Regions from separate parts of the Mus musculus genome. Here region 2 is linked to region 1. Evidence: chromatin contacts called from public promoter capture Hi-C data. All regions are on one chromosome and are shown on one strand. The core of a region is the stretch at or near the end of the contact, and the rest is flanking DNA. Distances in the headings are between cores, read along the strand shown.

Evidence for each region. Promoter capture Hi-C pulls out the DNA fragments that hold promoters and counts their contacts.
Region 2: a promoter capture Hi-C map of hippocampal neurons shows a contact between it and region 1, with 4 times the contacts expected there. The contact joins the promoter of Bend7 here to the enhancer-like site in region 1. A contact is called at or near these places in 2 of 39 promoter capture datasets (cranial neural crest and hippocampal neurons), 2 of 484 Hi-C or Micro-C datasets (adipose-derived mesenchymal stem cells and embryonic fibroblasts) and 1 of 115 datasets of contacts at active chromatin or transcription factors (astrocytes).

What each region holds. Positions count from the first base shown.
Region 1 is chr2:3,814,195-3,819,142 of GRCm38.p6, forward strand. Gm36031 (a long non-coding RNA gene) reads left to right here. Exons shown (of 5, transcript XR_373951.3): 4 at 1,240-1,434. Among named protein-coding and RNA genes, the nearest start is that of Gm36031, 8.8 kb to the left of the region's middle. Within about 2 kb of position 2,032, at least 44 of the 459 cell types and tissues checked have an H3K27ac peak or open chromatin away from gene starts, as enhancers often do. A contact at or near this core is called in hippocampal neurons, where this site is marked.
Region 2 is chr2:4,716,059-4,720,391 of GRCm38.p6, forward strand. It overlaps Bend7 (BEN domain containing 7), which reads left to right and starts at 1,773. Exons shown (of 9, transcript NM_178663.4): 1 at 1,773-2,234. The coding sequence starts at 2,174.

The DNA of each region.
Region 1 (4,948 bases), core at 782-3,281:
ACTGAGCCCTGAGTCTTTATCTTCCTCTCCCCCCTTCCCCTCAAGCCCAAGAACTAGTATTCACCTCTGAAGATTAAACCCAAGAACACCCCTCTCTGTGAATCCTTGAACCGGATGCATCTGATCGGCCATTGTGGTTAAAACCTGAGCCTAGTCCTCTGGCTGCCCCCATCTTAAGGCATGATGGGTGTTGCTGGTTTACTTCCATGCATCAGTTATTTTGTGTTACTCTGATAAAATATCTGATGAAAGCAACTTAAGGAAGGGTGTGACAAAGGATATAGTCCTTCGTGGTGAGGTGGCACGAAGGTGACAATGACTTTAGCTGTAGTGGCAAGGGCTTCAGGCAGGTGGTTATATTGTGCCCATGGCCAGGAAGCAGAGGAGATGAATCTGTTGGTCTGTTTACTAGTTTTTTTCTTCTGTTCTTCCTTTTTATACAATCTAGGATGCATACCCATTTGATAATGATGCCCATATTCAACCCAAGTCTTGTTTACCAGTTGAATCTCTCTGGAAACCTTCACAGTCATACCTAGAGGTGTATCTCCTGGGTGATTCTAAATTTGATCTAATTGACAATGAATATTAATTATTTCATTTTCCAAACATAGGCGGTCTCATGGATTTGAACTATCTCTTGCTACTCTTGGTAGCTAGTATAATTTACAGTTATACTGGAATATAATGGGTCCATATGATGAAGGCGTTGCTCCCTGTGTGGCACTATGGGGTGGAAGTAGAACCTTTTAGGGGTGGGGGAAGGGCCTAATGGAAGCGATTTTGCTGTTTTTAAGGCGAGGTCTTGGTGTGCAGCTCAAGCCACTTAATACTTGCTAGGTAGCCCAGGCTGGTCTTGAACACACAGCAGGTCTCTGTTCTCTTTGAGTGCTGGGACTGCAGGTGTGCACCAGAAGCTGCCTCCAGTGGCGGTGCTCAGGCCTCTTCAAAGAGGACAGTAGATGGCACCTCAGCCCCTTCCCCTTTCTTCTGCCTTTGCACCATAAGTGGATAGCTCTGCCCTACCACACGCTCCCCGCCATGAGAGGACTAGATGCAACAGACCCTAGAGCAATAGTAACCAATGCAGACCCCCAAACCTAAATATATCTTTGTAAATGGAGCTTTTCTTTCCTCTTTGTAAGTAGATCATCTCAGATATTTATGCTAGTGGCAGAAAGCTAACAGTGACCTCTGAGCCACAATGATACCATCCCCTTCTGTGAATCCTTGGACCAGGTGCATCTGATTGGATCTGGTCACAGAAGATACTTTGCGAAGTATTCGGATGAATCAACAACCGAGAATCACCGCCAGGAAGGAGGAACTGCCACACCTTCCTTTGTTTATGTTTCCTAGCTGTGGCCTACACAAACCCACATTCAGCCTGACAGAGAGCGGGATCGGTGCTTTCCGGAACCTACTGAAAAACTGGTATTATGATTATATTTTCATGTTCCAGACTTATTGAAATGGCTTTTAGTCCCTATGCTAAGGTCAAAGGTTTAATGGATGCTTAAAAAATCTATTATTTTTATTTCCTACATTTGAGTATTTGCCTGCACATGTGTATGTGTACCACGTGTATCGCTGATGATGGCAGAGTCCAGAAGAGGGTGTTGGATCCCCTGCAGCTGGAGTCACAGATGGTTGTGAGCCTCCTGATGTGAGTGCTGAGAACTGAACCCAGGTCCTCTGGAAGAGCAGCAAGTGCTCTTAACTACTGAGCACCTTATAGGTGTCTAATAATACTTTTTAATCACGTGACATTTTGCTCAAGTCTTCTTTAAACTAGTATGTTGGCTTATATTTACCCATTCTCAATTTTCTTAGTTTTCCAGGAAGGGAGAAAAACCCACTTTTAACATTTTAAATTTAAATTTAAATTTAAATTTTAACATTTAAATGAATACTAGCCTTCAAAGAAACTCTAATAATCACAAGGTAAGAGGTAAATATGGGGGTGAACAGCAACAGCGAGCAGTAGACAAGTAACTCAACACTAGAGGTCCCTCTCTTCTTAAGATCTAAAGGCCTGCCCTGTCTGGGATCTTAGCCAGCTTCAGTGGCTTCTGACTGGGAACAGAAAGTGAGGAGCAAAGGAAATCTGAACCAGAGAATTCTTTGTGGCATTGCAAATTAGATCTCAGGCAGCAGAGGCCTGCATCACTGAGTTCTGGCTCGCCCACAAAGTATTTGCTCCCCAACTCTCAGCCCCAGCTTCATTTTGTTCTATTTCTATCTGCTTCTTAATTTAGCCATGTGACTGCATTCAAACCCTTTTATCTCGTCCCCATCTGGAAGGCAATCTGGGTTGGTCCTGAATTTTTATTCCTGTGGAATAGAAGAGAGTGACAGAGTCCCCACTGCTCCTCCGAGGGTCACTGCGATGCCGAGGTGAACTGAGGGATTTCACAGATCAGGTGGCAAGGGCTCATGGCAGACAGGAAGAAGCTGACATTATTCACACGCAGCTAGCAAGTCAGAGAAATGAGGGCTTAGATGAGGGCTGTTGTTTTCCAGCAAGGGCCAGTGTCTGGCAGGCAAAGAACTAAGGAGACAGTCTCGTGAGAAGGCCAGAGCTTGCTTTTAAAACCGGGAAGACAATGGCGACCAATACTGGGAAGGAAATGGAAAGATCACATAGGAAAGGAAAGCTCTCTTCTTCGTCTTAGTAGTGTCACCTCCGGTGAAGAAGGGGACACCGAGGGTGACAGTCTCTTTGGAGGTCTCCATGATGCTCATGTTTTTCTTTTTAATGTTGTGTGAAATTTTAGCTTCATTGTGAAGTCTAGACAGAGCCTGGTCCTTTCTCTGTGTCTGTCTCCCAGAGGCTTCTGTTTTCTTCTACAGACACACATACCTCAGCATCCTTTGTGGCCTGGTGGTGGAGCTGGAAGCAGCATTGGACACTCTGTAGTGACCAGAAGTAGTGTGTGTGTGTGTGGTATTTGTGTGGTGTGTGTGGTATGTGTTTGTGTGGTGTGTGTGTGTGTGGGGGTGTGGTGTGTATGCTTGTGTGGTGTGTGTATGTGTGTGTGGTGTGTGTATGTGTGTGTGGTGTGTGTGTGTGCTTGTGTGGTATGTGTGTGTGTGGTGTGTGTCTGCTTGTGTGTGGTACATGTGTGTGTATGTGTGCTTTATGTGGTGTGTGTGTGTGTGTGTGTGTGTGTGTGTGTGTGTGGTGTGTCTGTGCATGCAAGCACTTGTGCAAGGCTCATGGTGACTCTGGAAGGAGGTCCAGAAAATTTAGTCAAAACAACGTTACAGTCTAGAAATGGGATCATAAACTCTGGGGACTAGAGGATAAGTCCTTGGCCTTGGAAGCTCCTTTCTCCATTGTGCTAAGTTCAGCCTGAGAAAAACCAGTTCAGGGCTCATGGCCTATGTGCAAGAGCTATGCCTAGTGTTTCTTAGGTCTCAGTCCCCAGTCCCTTTGTTGTCTGTTACCATGTCTAGTGTTCCTTGGGTTCTAGTGTTTCCAAACCTAGGAATTTCCTGAGAATCTCCTGACTAAAATGGCTGTTCTCACACACAGCCAGATACGTCCTTAATGATTTCTACCAAATCCAGTGGCTTTGAATTTGGCATCCATTGCATTCTGCAAAGGCAATCTGAGCCCGAAAAACGCTTTGGCAGTGAGAGCCATCTGCCTGTGGAGAGGCTGGACCCAGTTTAGGAGAGGCAGAAAATTATGCAAATTATCAGTGCAATCTGACATTCACCATTTAACTGACTCAGTCCAGAGTTGATTGTATAAAGAAGGAAGGCTACATGTAGCTGGATGCCTGGGCTGGAAATCTTTGTGTACTGTGTTCAGGTACTTGTTATATGAGGTGGGCAGAGAACAACCTTGGATATCCATCTTGTTTTATGCATTAGGCTCTCAGGCTTGGAGCTCACCAAGTAGGCTAGACTTGGTTACCCAGTGAACCCCAGGTATCCTCCTGTCTCCTTTTTTCAACTGTTTATAATTAAACGTGCTACTACAGCTTTTTGTTTGCTTGTTTGTTTGTTTGTTAAACATCTGCTCTTGAATCCAACTTAGGCTCTTGGCTCTTGTACTTGTGTGCCAAGCCCTCTACTGACTGAGCTGTCTCGACAGCCCTTAAATGGGTTTTCCATCTACATGACTAACGGTGGTCATAGCTACCTTCCTTTTGCCGGGAGAGTACAGAGAAGTTGGAGAACACTGGTCCTCATGTTGGGAAAGCTCTACTTAAGTTTCTTGTCACCTGAGTGCTAGCAGTTGTGGAATAGTTTACAGATGGGGATACATTGTTACCCCAGAACTCCATTCCAGGTTTAGTAAAACAAAAACAAAAACAAAAACAAAAACAAAAACAAACAAACAAACAAACAAAACAAAACAAAACAAAAACAAAACAGCTGTCTGTGGCAGAGCCACAATAGGTTTCCCATGTGGTTTGGCATCTCTGGGCTCACCCACAGTAGTGAGATGTCCCAGGAAACACCTTTGATTCTATGCTTCCTTAACTTTCTCTATAAGGAAACACATCTCAGTTTCAAATGATTGAGCAGGGACACCTGCTCATTGCTGATGGCTTGAAGCTTTGGGAGACAGGATTCATGACCTGACAGCAGTATTCTTGTTAATTCAGGGACTGGCAGGGTGCAGCCTCAGGCCCCAGGGGAAATGGGATTTTCTGGTGGTCTCACACCTTGTTTTGTCTTGAACACATTCACTCTCCTATGAGATGAACAGACTCTAAAATGAAATCCAATTAACCTTTAGCAGTGAGCAAGCTGGGCACTGGCGAAGCACATTCGTTTTTTTCCCAATTCTTCAGTTGTCATGACACCAAGAGATGATAGTACATGGGGGGACCTAATAGTCATTGCGTTTTTATAGCTTGGCAATTAACTTCTTCATTTTTATAGCAGCCTGGAAGGCCGGGGTGTTGAAGGTAATGGGTGTTCATCATGG
Region 2 (4,333 bases), core at 523-3,022, 900 kb after region 1:
AGTCACATTCCTGCTTGAACTTAAAGTGAATGATATCTTTCCTAGGGATGTACTTCTTGGGGTGATACCTTCAATGATTTCATCATAGTTTAAGCACAATAAAAGCTTACTTTATGCTCCAAGGCGAGACTACTCTGCATTATTCAATTAGCGTAGTACTCAGCCTGTGACTATTGGAATAAAATTTGACAAGGGATCTCTCTCTCTCTCCCTCCCTCTATCTCTATCTCTATCTCTCACGGCCCCAGAATGGGGTGTAGAATGTTTTCTTACTTTAGAAACATCCCAGACACCTTCAGGTTTATAAAATTCTGGTTTTGAATGGAGGTGGGGGAAGAAACAAGTGGGATTATTGCCCAAACCACTATCATACTGAACCCTTCACTGCATCTTTTAACTCTAAAGAGATCAAAGAACTTCACCAAATACAATTTCATTTCTTCCATACACTTTTCTGGGAAAAGGACTCAGCCTCTAACATAATCTCAAAGAAGTAGGAAAAAAAAAATGAATCCCCTCTTAAAGTGATTTGCTTTAGAGCTGGATGAAGCGCTTGGTCTCCCTGCGGCCAGCCGGGTGTCCACACTGCCGGGTGTCCACACCCGTGTCTATCCACACCCGTGTCTATCCTGTTGTCTCCAGCTGGCTTGCTGCTCACCGGTTCTTTGGTTTTATTTCCCAGGCATGTTTGCACTGCTTGCTCCTTGGTAGTCACCCTGCTTCTAACGTCAAGGTTCTATCAGAGTGGCTTTTGAACGGCTGTCCATTTGAGTGCAACTAACCTCAATCATTCATCAAGACAGCCCACCCCAGCCCCCTCCCCCCTTTTCTCTGCATTCTTTGGAGCAACCTGACCTTCCTAAGGTGTTGGAGCAGCAGCCCATCCCTTCTTCCCCTTTGTACTTTGGTCTAGAAACCGTAGATTTGGAGGCCGTACTTTTAAGCGTGTCAGATCATGTTTCCACACTACCATTCCCAGGTGATGTAAAAAATCTTTTCTATTCCCACTTAAAACATGTGGTAAGAAATGGCGCCTACAGTAAGTGCACACTTGGCTCCCCAGAGAAAAAGATTACATAAAACTCCCAATGGCCATTGGCGGACGGCAATTATTTTGGTATTTCTGCGTCAAGTGGCAGAGTCTATGCACCTGCTATGACCACTGTTTCCCTAAGAGCCTGCACCCCCTTGCACTCCTCACCTCTAGTATTCCTCTCCCCAAAACACCATTCCAAGCACCCCCTTTGCATATAACTTCCCCTACAGTCCCCAGGGTGGGGATAAGAATTGATGTTCGCTCCATCCCATAGTCTTCTCAGCAGTACATGCTCAAATTTCTCTCTGTTTGCTCCAAGAGCGCGGATGGGTAAGTTCTTCACCCCCTCTTAAAAGTTGCCTAAAATCCGCGTCTGGCCCTGGCACCGCCCGCCTCTCAGACAGAGCGAGGGCTGGCCGCCAAGGAGCCACGATCCCTGGCTTATTTCTAAAGGCAGGTTCGCCTCCGGGAGCCGCAGAGGGAGGCCGGGCAGAGCGCGGCGTCCGTCCGGGGGGGCAGCTCCACGGGCCCGGGCCGCTCCGGACGCTGAACCGCGCGGCCTCCGGCCCATGCCGGGTCGCCGCACGGCCGAGTCCAGCAGTGGCGGCGGCCCCCGGGGGATGGCGGCGGCCGGGCTCCGCCAGCAGGTGGTCCCGGGGTCCCGGCGGCGCCGCCCCCTTCGACGGCGCGGCCCCTACTCCCGCGGGGGAGGTCAGCGCCCCGGCCGCCGCTCCGCACCCGCCGCCGCCGCCCTCCCTCGGCTCGCCGCGTCCCCCGGGCCGCGTCCGCAGGCTGAGCCCAGGCGGGCCGCGGCGAGCACCCCACAGCTCCGCGCCCCAGCCCGGCCCCGCTCCCAACGGAAAGTTGGGCTGCGGCGGGCTGCGTTCGGGAAAGAGCGAGGCGGCATGAAGGGGCACCGAGGGGTCGCCTAAGACACCGGGGAGGCGGAGCCGCGCGCGGGGACAACTTCGCCCCGGGCGCGCAACCCCCGGCCGGGCTCGCGGTGGTTCCTCCCGTCCCTCGGCCTCCCCCGCCGATCGCGACGCGGACCTTGGTCCCGGCGGCTCCGCGGCGGTGACACGAGCCCGCCTCAGCCGCCGCCTCAGTCTCCTGCCGCGCCGCCACCTTGCCCGCACCATGGAGTTCTCGGAGAGGAAAAGAAGCAGGAAATCCCAGAGCTTCAAACTGGTGAGCCGAGGTAAGCTGCCGGCCCGGGGACAGCGGCGGGAAGCCGGCGCCGCGCTCCGCGCACTCGGCCCCGCGCGCCCCGGCCGCCCGCGGGCTCCACGCCGGGGGCGCGCCCGCCCCGACCCCCTCGTCCCCGCCCGAACCCGGGCCCCCCGCGGGCCGCACACGCCCCGCCGCGGGGAAAGTTGTGCCTGAGGGGGACCCACCGGGTGTTATTGAAGGTAAACAAGTCGGAGGGCACGTCAGGAAATTAGCAAACAATGACACCGGGGAGCCGAGCCCACTCTGGGGTGCCGCCGCCACGGCGGCCGCTGGGCTGGGGTGGCTGAGGGTTTGCCTGGCCGGCAGGCCGAGAATAGACTGGGATTTGTTTTTGTTTTCGTTTTTTTTTTCCTTCCCCCACGCAAAGAGAAGGAGGAGAGAAAAAGATGATCATTGTTCTTTTTAAGAAGAATCAGCTCATTAGGGAATCGAAGCTCAAGGCAGAAATTGTTGACATACAGCATCTTTTCCAGTTGAGTGATTTGGGTGGAAAGGTAGTTTTAAGATTATCTCGTATACCAGTCAGACAAGTGTCGCATCACAAGAAATAAAGAAAAATCCAGCTTGGTCCTGCCGACTAACAGGTGTACAGCACACTCTTTATAGGCGTTTATTTTGTCCGGGGAGGAGAAAGTTGAGTAGTATCTCCTCTGGGTTCTGTTTCTTGTTCGAGTCCATCTTCCTGATTTGAGTCTTTAAAAAATGGTGCCAACTCGGACAAGAAACACCTGTCAAAATGTATCACCTTAATAATCGAGAATGGTGATACCCCCCCCCCAACCTCCCCAGAGGTAATGGTACAAGTTCTAATATGAGCCCACACTCTTTAAATATCTTTGCATTAACTTGGGTCAAAGCCAAATCAGAGAAGCGCTCCACTTTCCCTAGGTGGTTTTTATCTACCGCTAGCATCTGAGGAAAGAGCCACATGATTGTTCCAAGGGCCCCAGCAAAAGTCACATGTGAACAGGTGACTATTGGGAGGGTGATTGCAAGGGATGGAGTTTTTCTGAACTCAGCTAAGCAGACATGAGGATTTTATAAAGCTCACTTTTGGTTAGTCTGGAAACGGTTTAATTATAGACATTTTTGCAAATCTGCTCATCTGTGTTTCCCCTAATTTAGCTTTGTACTGTTTAACGATAGAGGCCTGAAATAGTGTAGTGCATGCATTCAAAATATTTGGCTACTCCTTCTCGGCCTCCACCTCCCCAACCAGGATGTTGACTACTCTGGAAGTCTCTCTGAGTGTGATGGCCCTGTTGATACAACGTGCTTCGTTCAGGAATGGAGGCTGCTTTCTTATTTATGACCCCAGGAAACTGACTACTCTATCTTAAGAGAGAGGGTAGTTTTGTCATGTTGTCCTGTGACAGCTAAGGCAAACAACAAACAAACAAGCCCACCCAAACCTTGGACAGCTGTTGAGAAGGGACCTCTATTTTCATACCTGGGTGGTCCTGGTTTGTAAAGAGCTACATTATCAAAATGCTGTAGCTTCCACACGAGATCCCAAGATGTTATATTTGAAATTTTGATTAACATAGTAAGTTTTTCCTTCTTTTTTAATGGTGAGTGATTCTGCTGTGCAGCTGCTTTTCAATTTTTTTTTTGGAAGATAAACTATTGCATCTTCAGTAAGGGCAGTAATTGCAAAAGATTCACTTATGTGAAAGGTAAAAGACTTGCTTCTTTTCAAAGTATACCTTTAAAAAAATAACACATCAATATCTTAAAAAAAAAATGCATCCTTACTTTTAAGCTGAGATTTTCTGGGTAAACCCAGTAGAGAGGCAGTTCCGAAACATGCTATTGATATGCTCACAGAAATGGTAGTGGAAATACGTTTGAGAAACTCCATTGGCCTGTGATTTGGCAAGATTTTTTTTTCTTTTCTTTCTTTTTTATTTATTTTATTTTATTTTTACAAATATACTTGCTGTAGCCAAGCATATCTGTTTTGTAAGGCGCAGTGGTATTTCAGGTTCCTGTACTTCACAGTAAGTAACGTTTGGTGATTAGTATTGACTCCGATTCTGTGAGAGTTCTTGAAAGTATACTTGTAGA